Regions from separate parts of the Mus musculus genome. Here region 1 is linked to region 2. Evidence: chromatin contacts called from public Hi-C data. All regions are on one chromosome and are shown on one strand. The core of a region is the stretch at or near the end of the contact, and the rest is flanking DNA. Distances in the headings are between cores, read along the strand shown.

Region 1 (6,130 bases), core at 1,477-3,976, 1.1 Mb after region 2:
GGGGGGGAGACATCGGAAAGAGAAACACTTCAGGTTAATTGGAGCTAAGAATATAAAATACTCATCTTAAAGTGTGTGCTTCAGTTATGAGAAGGAAAGTGTCGAGATCAAAATGTTTTCTGTGCAGGATTCAACACAGCATGGGTGTTTTGAAACAAGCGGTAATCATTTCTCATGGAGAAATCAGAAGCAGCAGCTCCTGCTTAGGACAAGCGCAAGAGAGACCAATTCTAGTCTCCCTGGGGACCCTGGAAGAGACACATAGGCAGTCGGTGAAGGAGTCGCTTGAACCAAGCGGCTGCAGTAGTGACAGGGATTATGAGGCAGTTCAATTGCTTAATGCTTTATTCATACAGTAGAAATGACACGGAATTCCCCTAGAATTCTAAACATTAGGAGGGAACAAATTTTTAGTTTGAAAAAAAAAAATCAGTGTGACTTCTATACAGCTCTCAAAGCAAATGAATTGGTCAACTCTGTCATCAGGAAATAAGAAAATGTAAGGATTATTCCCTTGGCAAGCCAGGCTCCCTGATATTCTTTGAGAGACGAGGAATTTTGAGCCTGATGCAGAAACAGCCTGTGCCCGGCTCAACAGAGCTCTGCTCTGCTTGCTCTCACCCTGGTAGCATCCATGCGGCATTAGAATCTTTATTAGGACTCTATTTAAATATTTTTTTAACTAGAAATTATTTCTCTAAAGTAATAAACAGTGCACCAAACAACACCAAGTTAAAAATTCTTAGAAAGAAAGGCAGGGAAATTAGATACAATTTTCACACAGTTCTCATGTAAGCACATGAGAATAAAGAGGGGTCCCTCTCACCCTTTTTTTTTTTGAAGACCATCTTTGTTTACTTCATTCCCAAGTATTAAGAGATTGTGTGATCCATTTGCATAGGGTAACTAACATATACCACATCATTTGCACGTCTGCAAGTACACGTGAGTAACCGTAATTACACGTGACACCAATTACTCTATTACTTTGTATTAAATTATAATGGAAAATTCCACTAGAGAATTGAAGCCTAATTGCATCTTAATTTGCATAATTTTGCATATTAATTACATCTCCGATGAATAATAAATTTCAGCAGATTTTTAATTTATGCATAGACACAAAAACAAGTGGAGAAATAATTTAGAAAAAAAAATACCAGCAACTATTACTTAGGGCATTCAACTAATTTTGCTTAGTTTAGCAAAACAAAACTTGGTTTGTTTGATATGGCATCTTTAGGCTGATTGCTGTTTATTGCATAATATGTCTCAAAGCATAGGTGCAGACATGGCTTTTCTTAATAAAAGAGGAGGGGGTTCAATTATAGCATTTTAAGTTTAGAGATTTTATAGTTTGCTAAACCTGTTTTGGGGATAACGTCTCTTTTTAGTTGGAAATATCTTTAATTGTAATTCCTTTTTAAAAACTGAAGATTAATTTCTGTTGTTGCTATTTTAAATGCAAGGGATTACAAAAAATAGAATATAAAAAAATACTTTGGTGAAGGCAACCACTTATAAAATGTGTCAAATGATTCCTTATTTTGAATCTATGGTGAAGTAGCTCAAAATTATTTCTGTGATTTTACATGAGCAATTCAAAGAAAGAATTCCCATGCAGGTTGTTGTTTTGTTGGGAAATCACTGTGCAGAGGAATGGCTTTTAAACCTAGCTGCTATTTTCTGATTATTTTCTTTGTTTATCAGTATCCTAGTCTAAGCAGTAACATTTGCTTTTGATTGCTAGAGACCTCGATTTTAAATTTCTTACCTTTGGCCTGATATTTATTAAATAAATGGAGCAGTTTTCTATAATTAATACATATAAAGCTATCTTTACATCAAAAGTCACAATAAAACATGACTTGGTATTTCTCAAATGATAATACATCTGTGAAAATTCAATTTGTCCACCTTTGCCTCAAAACAAGCCTTCATGTTTTACTGTTGAAGCAAATGCCAAAGAAGGGGGCCCTGGGTGCTGCCTCCTTAAGTCTAATACTATGATCATTTGGCAAATTATACAAAAGGAGAAGATGACAACATCCCAATAAATCAGGAAACTGTCAAGATTAATAATCTTAGCCGTCATCTGTTTTCCTATGAAAGCCCGACTGGCATCAAGCACGTTCCAGTTTATTCTGCCCTTCTTCTGGTTGGGAAACTGGATTTGTGCCAGCCTGGTGGCACACGACCTCCAGGAAGCCATCCTGTATGCCTTCTATCGTATTAGTCTGCATTTTGCCAGTCGCGCTGTTTCACGGGGCTGCAAGCAAGAACTCCTTAGGACACATGCGCCCTTCTCCCGTTTCTGATCAGCATTATCACTTGCTACAGACGGGAGACAATCTTGAGCTTAAAAGTCTGCATTTCTGTTTGTTTCCTTACATTCTAATATTTGCTGTTTGGTTTTAAAAGTTTTCCTCAGCTCAGACAAAGTAGAACCAATGAAAGAAATAAAATAAAGGCCCGACGTTCTATTGTCAGTACAAGGCCTTGCCTCTCTGGTTTCTGTTACTGGATGACAGACCTTTGGTTACTCAGGTATTTAAAAGCTGATCATTCAGCCATCCAAAATAGAACTGTGTCCGTGATCACATCTGTCTCTACTTTTTTGTTCAAGCCTTTTGATCAGGTTCTTACATTAAAGAGGGATTTGAGCTGGCTGAGTTCCTCGGGGAGGGGAGGGGGAAGAAAAAAAAATGATTCCAACATTTGAACAATGGTTCCCTCTTGTGGCCAGGCTTCAGGACTGCTGTTCAGGAAATCGAGAGCGGTGAAAAGTCTCTCCTGATGCTTAGACTTTTGTGCAACCTGCTGTATACCTACTGGCACCTGGTTTGGAGACCCTTCCTTCAGGTTCCAGTCACTGGTCCTATTTTTAGCATGGTGTAAGCTTTGTAGATTGAGGAGACAGCGGAACCCAGCTGTTCTGTGCTCATCATTGCTCTTATGCAGAGAAAAATCTTCCTTTGGAACAGCGTAGTGTCCGTATTTTAGGGAAAAAAAATTGAAGTTGTTAATGAGTATTTGGGGGAAAGGCTGTCTGGCTCTCATTATAGGGTTCAGAAGTGTATTTAGACTCCATAAGTCAAAGCATTCATAATCTCCTGAGGGAGCATTTCTGGTGTAGAATTAAGTCTAGACTGTGCTCATTCGTTTAGGCATTTTCATCTTTGAGGGTAAGAGCCTACAACACGACCAGTTACTCGCAGATGGGCCTCCCATGCCCCTTTCATCCATTCTCAAATAGACTTATTCGATCTGACTTCCTGATGGGACAACACTTGGTCTAATGTAGCATCTGTCAAAGCCCCCGCACAGGTCCTCACGGTGTTGAACCATGCTTAGAGTGGCGACTGCCAGAAGATGCCCCTTTAAACAGACTTTCCCCTCTTTAAGATCATATTCAATGGAGAAGTAAGCTACTGCGACATTGACAGGAATCTGCTCTTGCATACATGAGACTTTAAATATCAAGGAAAAATTGTAGCTGTCCGTGCAACAAGATGAATGCAATGTGTGTGTGTGTGTGTGTGTGTGTGTGTGTGTGTGTGTGAGTGTGTGTGTGTGTGTGTGTGTGTGTGTGTGTGTGTGTAATACAATTCTAGGTATAGAAACATTCTCTCTCAATGCTGTTCTAGGGATCCCATTTAAGGAATGAAAGCTTTTGTATTTGTCAAGGCATTTCCAGGCCACAATTCTTATTTACCTCACAGTTTGTTTGGAAGTTTTACATGGTAAACAATATTCAGGGTAGAAATGGAAGCAGTCTTGCCAATCCTGGACAACATTGTCAGTTGCCAGGAATCAAGACTACAGAGCTTTAGTAATTATTATTTTTTAATTGTACCTATGAACATGTAACGTATGTAAAACATGCGCATGCACATCTGTGCCAGGATATGTATGTTAAAGTCAGAGGACCGCTTTAGGAGTCAATTCTTCTCCCTCTGCTCTATGCATCCCGGGGACAGAATCCAGACCCTCAGTCTTAGCAGCAGACACACTGACCTACTGACCCATTTCGCAGACAAATGCAGGTGTAATTGCTCATATACTACTTTTTCTCTTGAGGGCAAACAAAGCTTTCTGATGCTCTCACATTCACTTGCAATATGAGTCATGTCAGAAGCACAGCTAGGTCAGTAGAGAATAGGGCTACTTCAGTTTAAGTTAGCCCAAACTTCAATATTAAAAAGAATGGCTTGCTTTTCTCCAAGTAGCGGACTTCAAAACAACTAAGGCTTCCTGTCATTGCTTTCAGCAGCTCCCCCTCCCTTTTCTTCACTGTTTCTTGGGAGGTGTCCTCCATGTGGTTTCTTTGTCAGGTAATAGGTGCCTGGCCGAAAGCTCCCCAAAGAGTCCATGCCCAATCCCCTGATTCCTTTCCCTTTTGTTCTGCCTGTTTGTTCAATAGAACAACCCAGGTTTGAATGGCGCATGGCTATAGCAGTTTCCCCGTAGCACATGCTTCTCAGCAGCTTGTGGACATTTAAAAAAAATTAATTAGTATCATCTGACTTCTGCAGGAAACCCATCCTCAAACCCAGTGTCTCTCTCTACTTTGCCCTTCTTATCTGTCTCTGCCTCTACCTAAGTCTCAGTCGCTATCCCTCTGTCTCTGTCTCTCTCCCTGACTCCCCCCCCCCCAAGAGATTAGCAATCTAATTCATTTGCACAAGAATAATAACCAACAAAAATCCATCTGGCTCTTCATTTTCTTTCTCTTAAAGGATCACAGAAGCCCTTGGAAGTTAGCAAAAACAAATAAGGAAAGAGGAAAAGTGTAAACTGAAGGGACCTAAGTTTTAGATGTAACAATTCATTCAAATTTTAAGTGAAATATTCAGGGCTTAGATGAATAGATAGTTTCTAGCTCTTATTTTGTCACATGGAGTTTAGAGACAGTTCAGAAACTGATTGTTTAGCCAATGATTTAATAAAGGATATTTTTAACAACAGAAAAACATGGAACAAAATCTCACGGAGAGTAAAAAAGAAGTCTTTTTTTATTGCCTTCTAAGCTTTTGGAAAATGGCAGGTTCACCTCCCTTGTGTCGTGCCTTGATGTGATTGGAGCAACTGAGCATATGTTTCTGAGCACAAGTCCACTGGAGCTCAGAGTGGCCTGTCTGTCCTTCAGGAGCTGGTCACATTCACCTCTTCTAAGAGACTTCCTTGATTTCCCATACATGCATGAACAGTGCTGTCATTAGCTCTCATTAGGCATTGTTTGATTTTCATCTGCCGTATTTTAAATTTGATTGCTTTTTTATCATGTTCCCTGTCTCCAGGTTGTAACTCCCATGGGGTCAAGAATTCTTACCACTTGCTTTTAAGCAGCACTCCACAAATGTCAATTGACCAAACAAACCCAAATCTAACAGAAAGTAGTATGATTTAAACAGGAGTTAATTTTCTCCCCCTAGACCAATAATTTCTTATGGGAATAGAGAAAGGATTAAATGTACTAAGAGGTAGAGTTGAGCTGCTTCCATCAATCAAGCTGGAGATGAAGGCAAGTCCAAAAGGAAGGCAGAACTTTCCCTGCTCATCTTTCAATCCCCCATGAAGTTTCCAGAATGTTGATGTAAGATCATAATCTTGGGTTTATATATGAAGAGAAAAGTATGCATTTCATACTGGTATTCTCTTGTCTGGCTGCTTCCGTGCTCCATCTTCTCTGTGGTGAATGAGACTCCTGATAATGTAATGATCTGAAGACGTTGGAAGTCATGGGTTTATGGTACTCTATCATTACAAAGGTGCTACAGCTTTGTCTTAGCCTTATGAATAGAAGGGACAATCAAGTCACAGAAAGATCTAAGACTGTTTTCTTACTGTCCCACACTCAAGTATTGAATCCCCGTGAGGAAAATCAGGTGGCAAAGTCCATTGTAAAATGGGTTTCAGAGCAACTCCATTATTTTTTATTTCACTTTAAGAGAGGAAGGAGATAAGACGAGCAAATAGCTAGAATCAGAAAGATGACTACAGAAAACCTTGTTGCCATTAGCTGGCTGTGACCTCGAACATGAAGACTAGAAACTAGAGAAAAATCCGCCACTAATCTATTCTTGGCAGAAACTGTTCATTCGGGTGAGTAAGAAGCCGCCTACTAGCC
Region 2 (5,885 bases), core at 1,592-4,091:
TTTTCCATGTTTAGAATGTAAAGAATCCCACAGGCACTGTTTTAGAAGTTTTGGTCTTGTGTAGTGTAGGAGTGGAAGGGCTAACCTTAGATACACAGCAAGTTTGAGCCCAGCCTGGACTACAAGAGACCATGTCTCTAAAAAACAGAAGACAAGAAAACAAGCAAGCAAACAAACACAAAACCAACATAGTAATAAGGCTGAAGCTATCACATGGCACACAGCAGACACTTCTCTGAGACTGCTGCTGGCTACTCCAGGCTGCCCTCTCTTGTATCACAACCCTTTATTTTTGATCCTTGCTGATTACTGCCATGTTGTTAATGTATTGTCTATTTTAGATTGCTTTAAAGAATTATTTATTTCATGTATATAAATAAGTACATTGTAGCTGTCTTCAGACACACCAGAAGAGGGCAGCAGATTCCTTTACAGATGGTGTGAGCCACCATGTGGTTGCTGGGAATTGAACTCAGGACCTCTGGAAGAACATTCAGTGCTCCTAACTGCTGAGCCATCCCTCTAGTCCTTGTTTTCTATTGTAAACTGTAAAGTATGGGAACCCAGGTGGCTCTGAACTTGGGTAGGTGAGACCATTAGGAAATGCCACTTTATAGGCTGCTGACCAGCCCTGCTGTCTGGTTGTTTCTGGCTTGTCAGTCAGTGGAGAGTCAGCAACAGCTAGACACTAGTGAGGTCAGATGTATGAGGCTACCCCTTCAGTAAAAAGACAGATGTTTGACACATCCGTCCCATTAGCTGTCTGGTGGCTTTTTTTCCTGGGCTAGCTGCCTATGTGTTGATTTCTTCTAATGGGTAATGAGTTTCCTGAGAGCTGGAACTCTTTTTTGGGGGGTGATGTCTGACAAAGCTTGGACAGACAGTAGGAATTCGGTGATATCATGGGGATGTATGTAGCAGTTCTATGGAGGTGTACCATATGGGTTAGCAGTTCTATGGAGGTGTACCATATGGGTTAGCATGGTGTGGCAAGGGTTGAATGAGGCTGAGAGATGGAAAAGGATCTTCAGAGACCAAGAGTTAGTTGATTTGTTAGAGGAGAATACTCATTGAGAGGGGACACTTAAATGAGCAAGAAGACGAGCATTTTAGGGGCAGAGCCAATGATACCTTGACTTGTTTAAACATAAACTCTATATTTGATTGACAGACTTTCCTGCTCCAGGTACAGATGAACTGCTATTTAGTTTTCTTTTAAAGGTTCTCTTACACTTATATACTTGCACTTGCATGGACTGGTCTACACACCACACACACACACACACACACACACACACACACACACTCAACACAAAATAAGATGAAACGGTTGTGGTAAATCACACTCAACTCAAAGATTTGCTTCCCATACTGCAGAAATGTAGAAGTCCAACGTTAAGAGTAATAAAAATTTATGAAGTGACAAGTTGGACACGGGTGGGTTTATCTGAGGGTTCAGGGGTCTTATTTTAAGGCCAGAGCCCCCAGGTGCTCTTCTTCCTCTTTGCAAGTGACAGTTGTGGTTGCGCAAGGACTTGGGCTGTCCCTGGTGAACTGTTAACCAGGCTGGAACAAGCAGCCACATGTGCCTGTGGATTTCCTCTCAGCTCTACTGAGGAGGCAGCAGATGGTGTTGGGGGGAGCATGGTGGCTGTTGGCTGGGCCAGCTTTTGAGTAGTGCTAATTCTGACTTCCGCCCTCCATCTTCCACACATTGTTTTTGATTTCTGTCTGATAATTCTCCTTTGGACACACATTTTGTCTGGGGGAAGGGGTTGGACAAGATGGGTCTCTAGAACTGGACGTCATCCTACTTTTCAATGACTCCTAATCGGGAGGATGCTTTTATACTTGGTCTTTGGGGAGCATCAGAGGCCACTTACTTTTCCCCATTTGTACTGATAAAAGCTCACTGGTGACACAATGAATTAGACAGCCATGTTTAACCTCTTTAGGGTCACTGCCAATCTGAGAAGGTCTTTAAACTGCTTTTCCTCTTGATAGAACACCATACTACATTGATTCTGACATTGATTGCACCCTGGACAAAGTCACAATGACTTCTTATAGCTCAAGGATAAAGTCTCTATTCCATTCTGCCTTCCCCAGTCTGGACTTTTCTTCTTAGCCATGTATCCCATTTTCTGCACCAACAAGACGGGTGAACTCACTGTCTCAATGCCCATAAATCCCATCCATGGTGTGCCCTGTACAGAGCTCTGAATGCTGGTCACACATGTTTATTTTCCTCTCTGAACTCACTAGTGGGAGCTGGTGGGAGCTAACCCACCCCAACCTTCTAGTGATCCCTTCCAACCTCTTTTAGCAAATCCTTGAACACCTTATCACCATCACCATGTCCTCATCTGGGCCTATCTCTCAAGCTTTGATAATTTAAGTTCTCCTCCCTCAAGGAAGACTATAAGCTCCTAGAAGGCAAAGATATCTGACCCATACCACAGTGCTCTGCAGGTCAATAAACAACTAAAGTGTATTATGAAGAACCCAACTAGTATAGAAGGAATTATAATTTTTCTTAAAGATGACCTTGAAGATCTCACACTTGAAAATTCCAATAACACCAGCAATCTGTGTACTTGAAATCGATAAACTTAGTCATGAGTAGACTTTTGTACCAGCCTGGTTTGGAACACACAGTCAGTGTTCCAAACGCACGGTGGGAGGAACCTCTCCAAGGGTCGCAGAAACGGGGCTGTGTTCCTATCGCTGCTGTAAACTAGCTCTGGTGTTGCCCATGAGTGAAGCTGTACTCTTGGAAGCTCTGATCTCTCATCTGTGTGAAGCAGAGTATACTCAGCCTAGATAACAGAAAGACAGGATGAGGCTGGGCCATAATGGTGTGTGGCTCATGCTGTTGTCTAAGTTTAAACCTTGATGCCTGTTTCCTGTTTTCTCTCCATGACACTGCCCCTCCCCCTCCTATTCCCCTCCCCCTCTCCCTTCCGTTTCCCTTTCACTTTAAGTGTCAGCAAGACTGATAGCGATCTCCCTTTCTTTTCATTTCTTCTCTTGTTCTAACCACACTTCAGTGTGTCCTCTTTAGATAAACATTTCTCCTGCCACAGGTGCAAAATGTACACACAAGCTTCAGTTTGTAGCACTTCCAGGATTTTTCACTAAAAATGGAGGTGCGGTGGGGTGGTGGGGTGGTGGGGGGACTCTTTGACCCATGAATACATTTTCTTGTAATTAAACAGTGTGTCTCCACTAAAGAGTGCCAAGCTTTTCATAAGCATGGCTCCACTCATCTCTCATCTCCTGTCAGCTATTAGGGCTTTAGGGTGTGGCTGAGAAGATGTCCATTGAGCCAACCCATGGGACGACTGGGAAATTGAGACTTGGAGCACTCAGCAATTTGTCCTAGGGGTTTGACTGTGCCTTGTAGAGTTGGGGAGTGAAACGTGGGGCATGAGTTTCTGGCCCCTTCTCTAACTGCAAGCAGGGAAACAAGTCTGTGCAGGGTCTCAGGAAGAGAACCGATCCCAGTACAGGCACGAAAGGGTGCTGCCTGAGGATTAGGGAGTGATGAGTGAGGCTGGCCTTAGGATCTGACTGGAGACAGGCGAAGGAAAGAGGATTTCTCTGATTGAAGACCTTTCTAGACAAAGAAAAGGGAAAGCTTCCATTCTTCAAGACAAAAAGAGGTTTAAAAATACATATACAGGCCACTTTTAACTGTGTGGTGGTGTCCAGTGCTAACTACCAAGCTGCATTTATATGCTTCCGATATCCCAGCATCTCTCTGAGGTCTAGTTAGAAATGGATTTATCAGGAAGCTAATAGAGCTTAAGTACCTACCTGTACCCCTTAAAACTCTGGAACGCCTTGGTAATCGGCTCACATGGTATCGCTTGCAGATTGTGAAAGTAGGGATTTCTCGTTTTTTCTTGCTTTTGTCAAGAAAGTAAAATACATTAGACTTTTGTTGTTCATTTGATACATAACTTTAAAGGTACTTAGTGTGTGGGCAATATGCATTCTTGTTTCAGATGCTAATAAATGAGCTGTATTTCATTTCAACTTGTATTTTTTTAAGAGCACTCCCCATCTTGTTCCAAACATTTAGAAATTAATCCCTAGAATCAGCATTTCCCAAAAATACCAAGTTGTTTCTCCTGGCAAGGACACATGTAGGGCCTCTGGCTGGCATCGTGAGGTACAGGTAGAGGGCCGTTGTGTGAGTGTTCTGTCTTCCTTGCTGTCTCTCTCTCTCTCTCTCTCTGTGTGTGTGTGTGTGTCTGTCTCTGTCTCTCTCTCTGTCTCTGTCTCTCTCTCTGTCTCTGTCTCTGTCTCTCTCTCTCTGTCTCTGTCTGTCTCTGTCTCTCTCTCTCTCTGTCTCTCTCTCTCTCTCTCTCTCTCTCTCTCTCTCTCTCTCTCTCTCTGTGTCCTGCTGCCCTCCTCTGGGTTTCTTTTCTTCTCCCCCACCTCAAAGCCTGCAAGTCTGAACCACAGGCATCCGCTAACAGCATCACAAGGCTCTTGCTGGGAGACCTCCTCAGGATGGGTCAAGGTCAAGGTCAAGATTCCTTCTGAGTGTCGCGGCTTGGTAAAGCAGAGTAGAATATTTGGGGATATTATTTGTATCAGACTAAATCTGTTTAGGAAAGAGGTTTCAAACAACAACAACAACAATGGGGACTAGGTATTGACAGATATAATTCAGAAAGTTTTGAGTTTTGGTCAGTGGTACCAAGCTAATTGCTAGGTGGTTCCAGTTCTGGTAAGAACCTGATCTTGAAGCCTGTTAATCATTCAGGTTCCTTGGTAAGGCCAGGGAGATTTTAAACTGAAGATGCCCAGAGAGTGGACCAGGAAACACCTGGTCCTGTAGTGAGTGAGTGGTTAATAGAACCTCGGGGAAGAACTCCTTCTGATGCTCAGAAGGATGGCACAACTTCCAGTTAAAGGCCTGGAGGTTAAAAAGATGGAAGTGGAGTCTTTTTGAGGCAGCAGGCCTTGTGGTTAAGACCATTATACCAATGTTGTTTGGGTTTGATTCCCAGCAACTCCAGGTAACCTAGGGCAAGAAGCCTACCCTCTCTTGGCGTGGTTTTCTCCTCTATAAAATGAGGATGATATTAAATTTTCATAGAGTTTTTTCCTCATGAGTTAGTCTATATAATACACTTAGTATATCATGCCATATGCTATTATTATTCTTTCAATAAGATGAAACTTGCTCATAGTGAACTTTCCCTAGAAATACTAATAATACTAATTTTAGGACACTGGTAGAGAAAATGGTGTTTCAAGAGTGCCTAAAGATACACTGAAGGAAGCTTATGGAAAAGTAAAATAATTTGAACAGTCTGCTTTCTCCAGCTAGCTATAGACCAGCACAGACCAGTAAGCGCTGAAAAGGTCCTCCCACAGACCAAGGCTAACTGAGCTAGGTACACAATGCAATACGTCCTTTCTGTCTGCAGGCAGTGAGGCCCTGTGAATACCATAGAGGGATTCTTCCAGGAAACGCCATATTCAACACTAACACACCTGCTTCATACACCCTGAGCTCCAAATGGCGAAAACAAGTAAAAAAAAAAATTGATTTAAATTATGCAGGTGGAGGGTAATTAAATATTGATATAATAATTATTAAATTATGCAGGTGTAGGGTAGGTTTATGTGAAACTTCTGGAATTGCTACAGGAGTGGGGTAGACAATGAAAAACCCTGCATGGGGCCTTGAGCTGGATGACAATGCTGTGAAGTTATGGTTGAACTGGGCAGCTGGTTAGCTGTGCGTTCATCTGTAGGTTCGTGCATCTTTCTGAATGAGCTCCTCCAAGCCGAGGACAGGGCTGTCCTCAAATAGCCTGAGGGTATAGAAAAGGCTATTACTCCAAGCAGTCCTAAACACTAAA

Evidence for each region. A called contact is a pair of places that touch in the nucleus more often than the background predicts.
Region 1: a Hi-C map of double positive thymocytes shows a contact between it and region 2, with 5 times the contacts expected there. The contact joins two enhancer-like sites. A contact is called at or near these places in 1 of 39 promoter capture datasets (the HPC-7 cell line), 2 of 15 datasets of contacts at CTCF or cohesin (large pre-B cells and pro-B cells), 10 of 484 Hi-C or Micro-C datasets (the C10 cell line, CD4 T cells, CD8 T cells and 4 more) and 8 of 115 datasets of contacts at active chromatin or transcription factors (CD8 T cells, DN3 thymocytes, T-cell acute lymphoblastic leukemia and 5 more).

Annotation. Positions count from the first base shown.
Region 1 is chr17:52,459,240-52,465,369 of GRCm38.p6, forward strand. No RefSeq gene overlaps it. Among named protein-coding and RNA genes, the nearest start is that of Gm27217, 140 kb to the right of the region's middle. Within about 2 kb of position 2,727, at least 28 of the 459 cell types and tissues checked have an H3K27ac peak or open chromatin away from gene starts, as enhancers often do. A contact at or near this core is called in CD8 T cells, the N1E-115 cell line, T-cell acute lymphoblastic leukemia and 1 more, where this site is marked.
Region 2 is chr17:51,405,655-51,411,539 of GRCm38.p6, forward strand. No RefSeq gene overlaps it. Among named protein-coding and RNA genes, the nearest start is that of C330011F03Rik, 40 kb to the right of the region's middle. Within about 2 kb of position 2,842, at least 90 of the 459 cell types and tissues checked have an H3K27ac peak or open chromatin away from gene starts, as enhancers often do. A contact at or near this core is called in CD8 T cells, the N1E-115 cell line, T-cell acute lymphoblastic leukemia and 1 more, where this site is marked.